3 separate regions of the Mus musculus genome follow, and regions 1 and 2 are each linked to region 3. A link is a contact called in public Hi-C and HiChIP or PLAC-seq data. All regions are on one chromosome and are shown on one strand. Each heading gives the region's core, a stretch centred on a gene start, on an enhancer-like site or on the middle of the called end of the contact. The rest is flanking DNA. Distances are from core to core; before and after follow the strand shown.

Region 1 (2,700 bases), core at 107-2,606, 130 kb after region 3:
AACCTTCCATGTTATATCAGGTCTCATGCCCCTTAACTTTACAGCCTCTTTGTCAAAAAGTTTAGGGTCTTCAAGAGGTCTGGTTAAGTTAGGCCCACTGAGTCTCTCTCTCTCTCTCTCTCTCTCTCTCTCTCTCTCTCTCTCTCTCTCTCTCTCTCTCTCTCTCTCTCATGTGTGTGTGTGTGGTACTTGGAGAGTAAACTTACAGCTCAAACATGATGTTAGGCAAGTATTCATTAACACAGCTCCATTCCAGTCTGTTTTCAACTTTTTGTCTGGGGCCAAGGTCTCACTAAGTTGTTTATACTAGCCTAGGCACTCTGCAGCCTAGGCAGAAGTAGAAATTATGATTCTCCTGCCTCAGCCCCCTAAGTAACTGGCATTACAAGCCTACCACACTAGGCAAATCTTTTTAAAATTCAAAGGATTTTTAGAGTCTTGATTATACTTTAAAAAGAAATCCCTCACCAGCAATCCCCTGAATCACTTGATTGAATATCTGGGGGAAAAAAGTATGTTTACTAGAAAATGAGAATTCTGGGGACTATTGGACCTCTGCCTACCACAGGATTAATGGCCAACCCTCAGAGCACTGTTCTCTGGATCGAGAGGTAGGTGTGCCTCATGCTGGCATAGTATTTCTTGTAGCAGGGCTTAACAAATGGCATCTAGTGGCATTAATGTTTCTCTCTACCTGTATTTCAAAACTATATAGTGTTATAAGCACAGTAAAAACTACAATAGAATGTGCACACTACTTGAATAAAGACAGAAAGTAGCTATTGTGGCTCCATAGTTAACAGACTCACAAAACCCAGTGATCACTGCTTATTTAAAGTTGATTTATTTGTCCAAATTATTTAAAACTATGCAGTCAAACAACAACGACAAAAACATTCACGTCAGATCTCAAGCTTATCTGTAACAGGGCATAGAACGAAATGTGAATCAATCTCTCTCTCTCTCTCTCTCTCTCTCTCTCTCTCTCTCTCTCTCTCTCTCTCTCTCCCTCGATAAAAATGCATCACAGAATCCAAGCCTTAAACACTGACATTTTCCAGAAACAATTGTTTTGTTTCAACCCTTGCTCTGAATATAAAATGAATACTTCAGATGCCCCACTCCTGCAAAGACCTTTCTGCCTTTCTTGATTCAATAATTCCACTCTAAAATAGGCAACATTATGCAGTTTAGTGGCCCAGTCACAACAATGCGGGTGCTTGCCACTGGCTGTGGGAAGAAAGACACCGAAGGGGTTAACTGGAATATTTTGCAAATTGAGGCAAGAAGGGAACAAATCCATTAGCATAACAAAAGGTAGCCTGAGGGGCTTTTTCCACTGTGCTGTTTGGTACTAAGAGCCCAGTGTTAGCAAGGAAGGAGGCTGGAGAAGAAAACCTTAGTGTGTACACATTCTTGAAATACATTGCATTGTGTCTGCTTTACTGATGAAAAAGCCCATAGTTACAGAAATGGATAACATGGTCCTTTCCAGTAAGGAAAGCTAAATCAGATACCCTCTCAACAGCATTGGGGAACATCAGAACAAAGCCAGGATCCCTCTAAACAATCCCAAAGATCACCTGAGAACGGCAGTAGTGCTCTAGAGGTGGGCTGTGGGAAAAGGGGAGGCCCTAAGCAATGGCTGTCCAATAGAGCTAGCCCCAGATGGATGCAATTAATTTAATCCAATTTTAGCAGATTTTATTCATTCAGAAAATGTGTCTGGCTCACAGTTGCGAGATGTAATTAGCAGGCATTTCATTTTTAGTAATACCTAGACTTATTTAAACATGGCTTCATAGTAAATGTCTAATTTGAACCTATAATTATATTTGGTAATTGAAAATGTTAGAGGATATGTAAAAGTTTCTCTCACTGACTTCCTTAAAATATTATTTCTTGGTGGACTGTATAAACATTTTAGATTCTTGCTTATTTACTTGTAGTTCTGGGATGAAATGCAGGCCCTTGTGCCTATTAGGCAAGTGCTCTACCTCTGAGTTACATCCCCAGCTGAACTAATCTATCGATCAATATTTTCCTTATGAATAATGGACCAATATACATGTGATTGTGAATCCATTAGGTTTAACACCTCAGTGAGTATCGCTGCTCAAATAAATCATGGTATATTTTGTTAATTAAAATACAAAAAGGTAGGCTTTATTTCAGATAATATAGCAGTTCAACATTAACACATGGAGGTCTAAGAGACGTGGAAAAAAGATATTTTTTAGTATTTCCTAAGGAGATTTATGTTTTTGTTATTAAACATAGAGTAGCAAAAAAAAAATCAAAGAAGTTCATCCAAGTCTGAATATATTTGTCCAAAGACGATGATAAAATTATTTATGAATTAGTAGGTAAATCCAGTTTTCAGGGACTTAATTTTATGCTAGGAATAACCTATGCCATGACCTTTCCACCGTTTTCAGAGCACTACTTAGACATTTTCTGTTGACTGATGGATGAATCTATGACCCATCCTTTGTACACGCGTTTTCTGTGTGAGAGGCCAGGCTGCCATTTTGGGTTACGTGAGCAAACAGGTAGCTTACAGAAACAGCGCGTACAACAATTACGGAGGCAGCCTGCAAAGTCACTCTAAGTCAAAGCCTGGGCAAGAGCAGGAGGAGAGGGAGAACGTCTGGGGTTGCCGGTTGCTGCTGAAGCTTCACCGTCGTTATTGCTATTTGT
Region 2 (2,700 bases), core at 141-2,640, 250 kb after region 3:
AGTAGCATGCCGCAGTCAGCCCTGGGGCTGCCTCCCAGAGGTGGAGCTCCACTTCCCCACCACTCAACCCTTCTTTCCTGACAGGAGCAGGTAAGAGCACACGTATCACAGTGCCATCCTCAGGGTCCTCATGGTCCTCACCCTTCATGACCTTCATGACCTCTTGCTCTATGAACAGGTGCCTTTGGAAGAGCAGAGAGCATGTGAACCACTCTTGGGAAATGACCGTCGGAATTAAGTTCCACTACTAGAGAAGTTCTTCCAGAGTACATAAAGGGGCTGGGAGACATGGCTCTGTGGTTAAGAGCATTGGCTGCTCTTCCAGAGGGTCCAGGTTCAATTCCCAGAAGCTATGTGGTAGCTCAAAACCATCTTTAATTCCAGTTCTAGAAGATCTGACGTCCTCTGGCCTTCCTGGCACCAGGCATGTAAGTGGTGCACAGAAATACAAACAGACAAAACAACCTATACATATAAATAGAATAAATACATCTAAAAAGTATATAAAGTAACTAGAAAGAATATAACAGGTCCAACTGTGCTCCTTATGGCCAACCTCGCTATTCAAGTTAGTTTGTCATACACATCCTTTTCACAAAAGGCATTTTCCAGAGTCGAACCAGGTTCTCCCTCAGCAGCTGGCTTCAGCACTCCCACAAAGCAGGTCTCCAGTCCTTGCCTGTCCTCTGGTCCTCTGTGTGCTAAGTTAAAGCTCAGAGCTTTACCTTTTGCCTTATAAAGCTCAGCGTTCCAAAAGAGGACACAATCGATTCCACACAAGTTGGCCCCAGCAGAGGTAATGAACACTTAAGAAGTTAAGATAGTGACAGACTCCTAAGAGCCACTACAGATACCTGTGCCTACCTACATCTTTTCTACAGAGGAAAGGACTTGTTTCTACAAGTCACCAATAACTACATTTCTCCTACGTAAAGCATTCTTGAAAACATAATTCAAATCAATAAAGCTTCTTAGAGTCCCGTGTGGTTAGTATTTTCCAGACTGAAACAGAACTAAACATTCATACCTGTGGTTGAGCACTGTGGAATTTGTGTCGCGTCCTCCTCTGGCACATTTTGGAATCTTTGCACATACAAGTGTCTTGAAAATCCTCCCAGCACCACAAGTGGTATCGGTCAGACATCTGGCTGACTCCTGTTGGCCTACTGGCCAGTTTGTGCTGTCTGCTGTACCACCACACATCTCCTGAGGGCATAGATGCTCTTCAGTTGATCCTGACCAGCAGTGTGGACTAGCCCACTCTGTAAAGTTCCTTCATTATCTGAAGGATATGCCACGGTGACGAGCAGCAGCTCCAGACTAAAGACCATTTCCCTCCAAGCACAGCACGTGAGCCCAGCTACTACTAACTTCCTCTTTTGGGAGCTTAAAAAAAGGGATGTTCATTCATCATGCAAATGAAGCCCAGGATGACTTCTAGAAGCGGATGTGCTCTCAGTAAACCCATAATAAAGTAGACAAGTACAAATCTCTCCCTGCTTTTTCTCCGCCTGCACTCAAGTGCACTCAACAGGTCCAGCAGCTTGCACTGACTCACACCATCTGCATCTCGAGCTGAGTTTACAAGCAGCCCTGCCTTCACTAGTCACGAGCCCAGCTCATGTGGCTCTGGGTAAACCTTCAGCTGCAAGGTTGCTCTGACATTGGCCGCACCACCCTCTTAATGGTTCTCATGTGAGTAAGTATCAGCTGACAGCTTCTACTCCACAACCTTGCAAAACTCTGTCCACAGTGAGTGAAGGATGGCTACCCACAAGAGTCGAATGGAGATCTTAATATGTAGAAGGAGACGTGTGGGATGAGAAGCAGAGCTGGGGCACACTCTGGCCATGGTATGAGTGGGGATGGGGGAAAGTAATGATGATGAGAGGCAACTGATGGTAAAAAGCCTTCTAACTCTTGCATTTGAATTCCTGGGCTTATTCAAGCTGAGAAAGCCCTGAATTACCAGAGCCCTAGAACAGTGCTAGCTTCTGACATCAACATAGCTCACCTGGATATGGGAGTGTTAGGAGATAAATTTGAGCTGGTGATCCCCTAAACACAGGTCAAGGCTAGAAACCAACAGCAGAGTGATGATACCAATTCCTTTTGCCTGGAATTAGGTTGAAGAAAGTACTACTGGGTCCATCCCTAAGGTGAGGTGAACCATTGGCTGGCTCTATGGTCTTAGTCCTAAAAGTATCTTTATAAATTACCCACTAATTTAAGGTAAGGAAAACTAGGGATGCCAGGCCCAGACCTCAGTTGATTTAAGACATTTTACATGCCGTACATTGGACCGGAACCCGCCACCCTCCATGAACTTAAAAAAAAAAAAAAAAAAAAAAAAAAAAAAAAGACTTCCCAAGTTTCAGATTGCAACACACCTATGACAATGAATTTTCTTCTCTGTGGCAACTGCTAAACTGATGGTGTGAAGACAGACCTAGAGTAGGAGAGAACGAATTCCTTTTTGCACGAAGTTTTGACCCCCGGGCACAAACTGGCCATGGGTTCTTTTTTACCTTTCAACTGTCTAAAATAACTCAAAAAAAACAAAAACAAAAAAAAAACAAACAAACAGGGAACATCCAAATATTATGAAAATTAGTTCCAGTTTAAGGGACAGGACAGCTGGAGGACACAAATGGCCTACAGCATCTCCCAGTCATCTGATGCTCAGACCAAACTTGCAGA
Region 3 (2,700 bases), core at 45-2,544:
CTGTTTTTGCTGGCCCCAAGGATCTGTAGATCTTCTTTGCCTGCAGGGTTGGCAAGCAGGATCGCCTGTAGTCGCCATCCCAACATTTAGGAATCTACGTCATGTAGCCAGTAAGCAACGGAAATCAAACCACATTTTTTATAACACTCCTCCCTCGCTAATCCAATCTAAGAAAAATCAAATCTAACCCACCAGCTATCCCTCCGTTTAAAAATAAAAAAAAAAACCTGAGGATAAACAATTGTATAAACGTTAACCACTCATCTAATTTTGACCATATTGTGCAAACCGAAAGAATCTGCCCTGCGAAGAAGACGGAGTCGAATACGCCTGTTCTGCACTTACATCTACAATTGGAATGAAAAGCGCTGGCCTGTCAACTTTTTCCTTTCGATGGATAACAACATTCCTCTTTCAAGAAAGTAAAGTAGTAACTAAAGACAGGCTTTCACTTTACAAGGCCCACCTAGGCCAGTCAGTTCATCGCACAACCCTGCAAGTTCCTGCTTACAGCTCATTAAACACCCCTAAACTCTAAAGATGGGATACATGCAAGAGAGTAACTGAGCCTGCAGTCAGGGTGACAAGAGTACCCGGCCGAGAGGAGCTGAGACCTGACCCCAAGACTCAACCCCAAGGAGTGTGGCCGGAGAAAGGCATACCCTATAGACAACTAGTCCCGCAAAGGCGCAGGCAAGGTCAGCTACGGGGAGCGCAACGAAAAGGACAGCAGAGGAGAGGGCAGCAATCGCAGAACAGTCTGAAAAGAATGCCCTTGGAAGTTGGGGCAGGGAAGGTCCTGGATGGGGGAAATGGGATGCTTCCCCAGCAGAGGAGTGCCGGGGCACTGGAAGGGCGCAGTCTGCAGACACCAACCCCACGGCGGGTGGCGGCGCGTCTCACCTGGGGGGTCCTCTCGGCGGGGTTCTTCATCACCGCTTGGCGGAAGCTATTATCCACGTAGGACGCCATCTCCCCCTGCGGGGCGCACCGGGTCCGCTCCACACACTCGCCGGCCTCCCGGCCCAGCGCCACTGCCCGAGGCAAACCAGCCCAGGCGCGGGGCCGGGGCGCAGACAGCACGAAAGGTCCGTGCAGCCCGGAGCTGCCCTCCTCCTCCTCGCGGCTTGCTGTCCGTAGACTCGGACTCAGCGACTGCCCGGCAGCGCTCCCGATCGGTCGCGGATCGCGCTGGCCCCGGCGGGCCGAGTTATTTTTAGGGAGGTGCAAGCGACGGCGGGCGGAGCCTCTCCGGCGGGGCCCTGGCTCTACCCGCTCCGGCCGCGCTCGCTCTGACGCGTCCCGGGTCCTCGCGCGCCGGTCGAGAGGGAGGGCCGCGCGCTGAGCCTGGTGAGCCCGGCTCAGGTCTGGGAGCCACCGAGCCCGCTGGCCTCGGCCGCCGTGGCCGCGCCGCGCCTCCGTCTACTGTCGGCCGCGCCTCCCGACTGCTGCTGCATCCCCGCGGGCCGCGCAGCTCCAGCCGCCCGCCCCCATCGGCGCCTGAGCGCGGCTGCTCCCCGCGCGGCCCCCGCGCTCTAGGCAACTTTGTGCGTCGTCCGTGCGGCGGGCGGGCGCGGCGGGCCAGACACGGGTCCCCGGCGGGCGCGAGGCCGAGAGCGGAGCGCGCAGCCCCGCCAAGCGTCTGCTGAACGGCGACCGCCTCCTCTTCCCCGCCTCTTCCTTCTCCTGCGCCTCGGCGGCCGCCGGAGCCACTCTTCAGGGAGGAAGCGGCCTCCGGGGCTTGTTGCTTTGTGCTGCAACCATGGTGAGGAGTGAGTGACGGGCCGGGGGCCAGTCGGAGGCCGCCGCATCATCGGGGGCGGAGCGCCCCGTGGCGCCGGCCCGCCCCATCGCTGGCCTGGCGGGGCCGCGCCCTCGCTGAGAGCCGCGTTCTGCCGGGGCCAGGTGCGGTGGGAGCCAGGACAGCCGGGGCTGTTGCGATCGTTGATCCCATAGCTGAGCGGCCGCACCCCGACTCTCTGGCCTAGACCCCACATCCCAGGCCTTGCGGCACGTCTCCCGCCTCTTCCCGGGCTGGAAGCTGACCCCACCCGGGAGAGGTCCCTGTGAGGACTCGGCTGCAGTGGCAGGTCTTCCCAAAGCTTAGGGCTGACTGGGATTTTGCTTCGGTGGCAACATTAACCATCCTTGGATTCTGTTTATTTGTAGTGACTGCAAGGACAACGTTGCTCTCCTACCTTCCGCGCTCACTGACATCTAAACCCTTAAATGACTCCTGCGTTAGTCAGGTAGGAATGTGGCTTTCCAACTCCAGACCTGGTATCACATCGGACAAGAAAACACCAGGTCAGCCCGTTGTAATCTAGAGGCCAAGACAGCAAGTTCTCTGACATAATCAAGAATGAATAATCCTAGGTCGGACTTTGCCTTCCACTGGGCAGAGCACCTTCTCAGGATCGCGAGTTTCCAATCCAGACTTGCCCGGTACAAAGCCCATATTAGTGTGTTAAGATGTCCCTGCTCTTGGGAGTTCATCCCTTCCTGACCAGGCTTGAGGTGTGCAGCGTCAGCCTCAAAGAAGATTGCAGTGTTTGAAGTCTGTGTGGAGACTAAAGACAATTGTTATTCAAACTTAAAAACCTTTTTTTCAAGCATATTTTTCGATATCCAGTTTATTATTGTAAGCAATTGGGACAGGCTGTCAGCTAGTAGGGGAGGAAGTCCTTAAATTCGCCAGCA

What was found. A called contact is a pair of places that touch in the nucleus more often than the background predicts. HiChIP or PLAC-seq counts read pairs in DNA pulled down with a chosen protein or histone mark.
Region 1: a contact with region 3 is called in an H3K4me3 HiChIP or PLAC-seq map of neural tube, with 2.4 times the contacts expected there. The contact joins the enhancer-like site here to the promoter of 6430573P05Rik in region 3. A contact is called at or near these places in 1 of 39 promoter capture datasets (embryonic stem cells), 6 of 484 Hi-C or Micro-C datasets (the AML12 cell line, cumulus cells, liver and 1 more), 16 of 115 datasets of contacts at active chromatin or transcription factors (the 230-238 cell line, the SCID.adh cell line, T-cell acute lymphoblastic leukemia and 10 more) and 1 of 9 other capture datasets (liver).
Region 2: a Hi-C map of erythroblasts shows a contact between it and region 3, with 2.4 times the contacts expected there. The contact joins the enhancer-like site here to the promoter of 6430573P05Rik in region 3. A contact is called at or near these places in 2 of 484 Hi-C or Micro-C datasets (Th2 cells and erythroblasts), 7 of 115 datasets of contacts at active chromatin or transcription factors (the SCID.adh cell line, bone marrow-derived macrophages, embryonic limb bud and 4 more) and 3 of 9 other capture datasets (adipose tissue, liver and pancreatic islet).

What each region holds. Positions count from the first base shown.
Region 1 is chr3:79,415,870-79,418,569 of GRCm38.p6, forward strand. The region is part of intron 2 of Gm17359 (predicted gene, 17359); the gene reads left to right. Among named protein-coding and RNA genes, the nearest start is that of Gm17359, 72 kb to the left of the region's middle. Within about 2 kb of position 1,357, at least 39 of the 459 cell types and tissues checked have an H3K27ac peak or open chromatin away from gene starts, as enhancers often do. A contact at or near this core is called in embryonic forebrain, neural tube and stem cell-derived neural progenitor cells, where this site is marked.
Region 2 is chr3:79,530,516-79,533,215 of GRCm38.p6, forward strand. The region is part of intron 1 of Fnip2 (folliculin interacting protein 2); the gene reads right to left. Among named protein-coding and RNA genes, the nearest start is that of Gm36442, 20 kb to the left of the region's middle. Within about 2 kb of position 1,391, at least 78 of the 459 cell types and tissues checked have an H3K27ac peak or open chromatin away from gene starts, as enhancers often do. A contact at or near this core is called in the SCID.adh cell line, bone marrow-derived macrophages, erythroblasts and 1 more, where this site is marked.
Region 3 is chr3:79,285,561-79,288,260 of GRCm38.p6, forward strand. It overlaps 6430573P05Rik (RIKEN cDNA 6430573P05 gene), which reads left to right and starts at 1,295. Exons shown (of 2, transcript NR_165170.1): 1 at 1,295-2,249. It also overlaps a transcript of Rapgef2 not described here.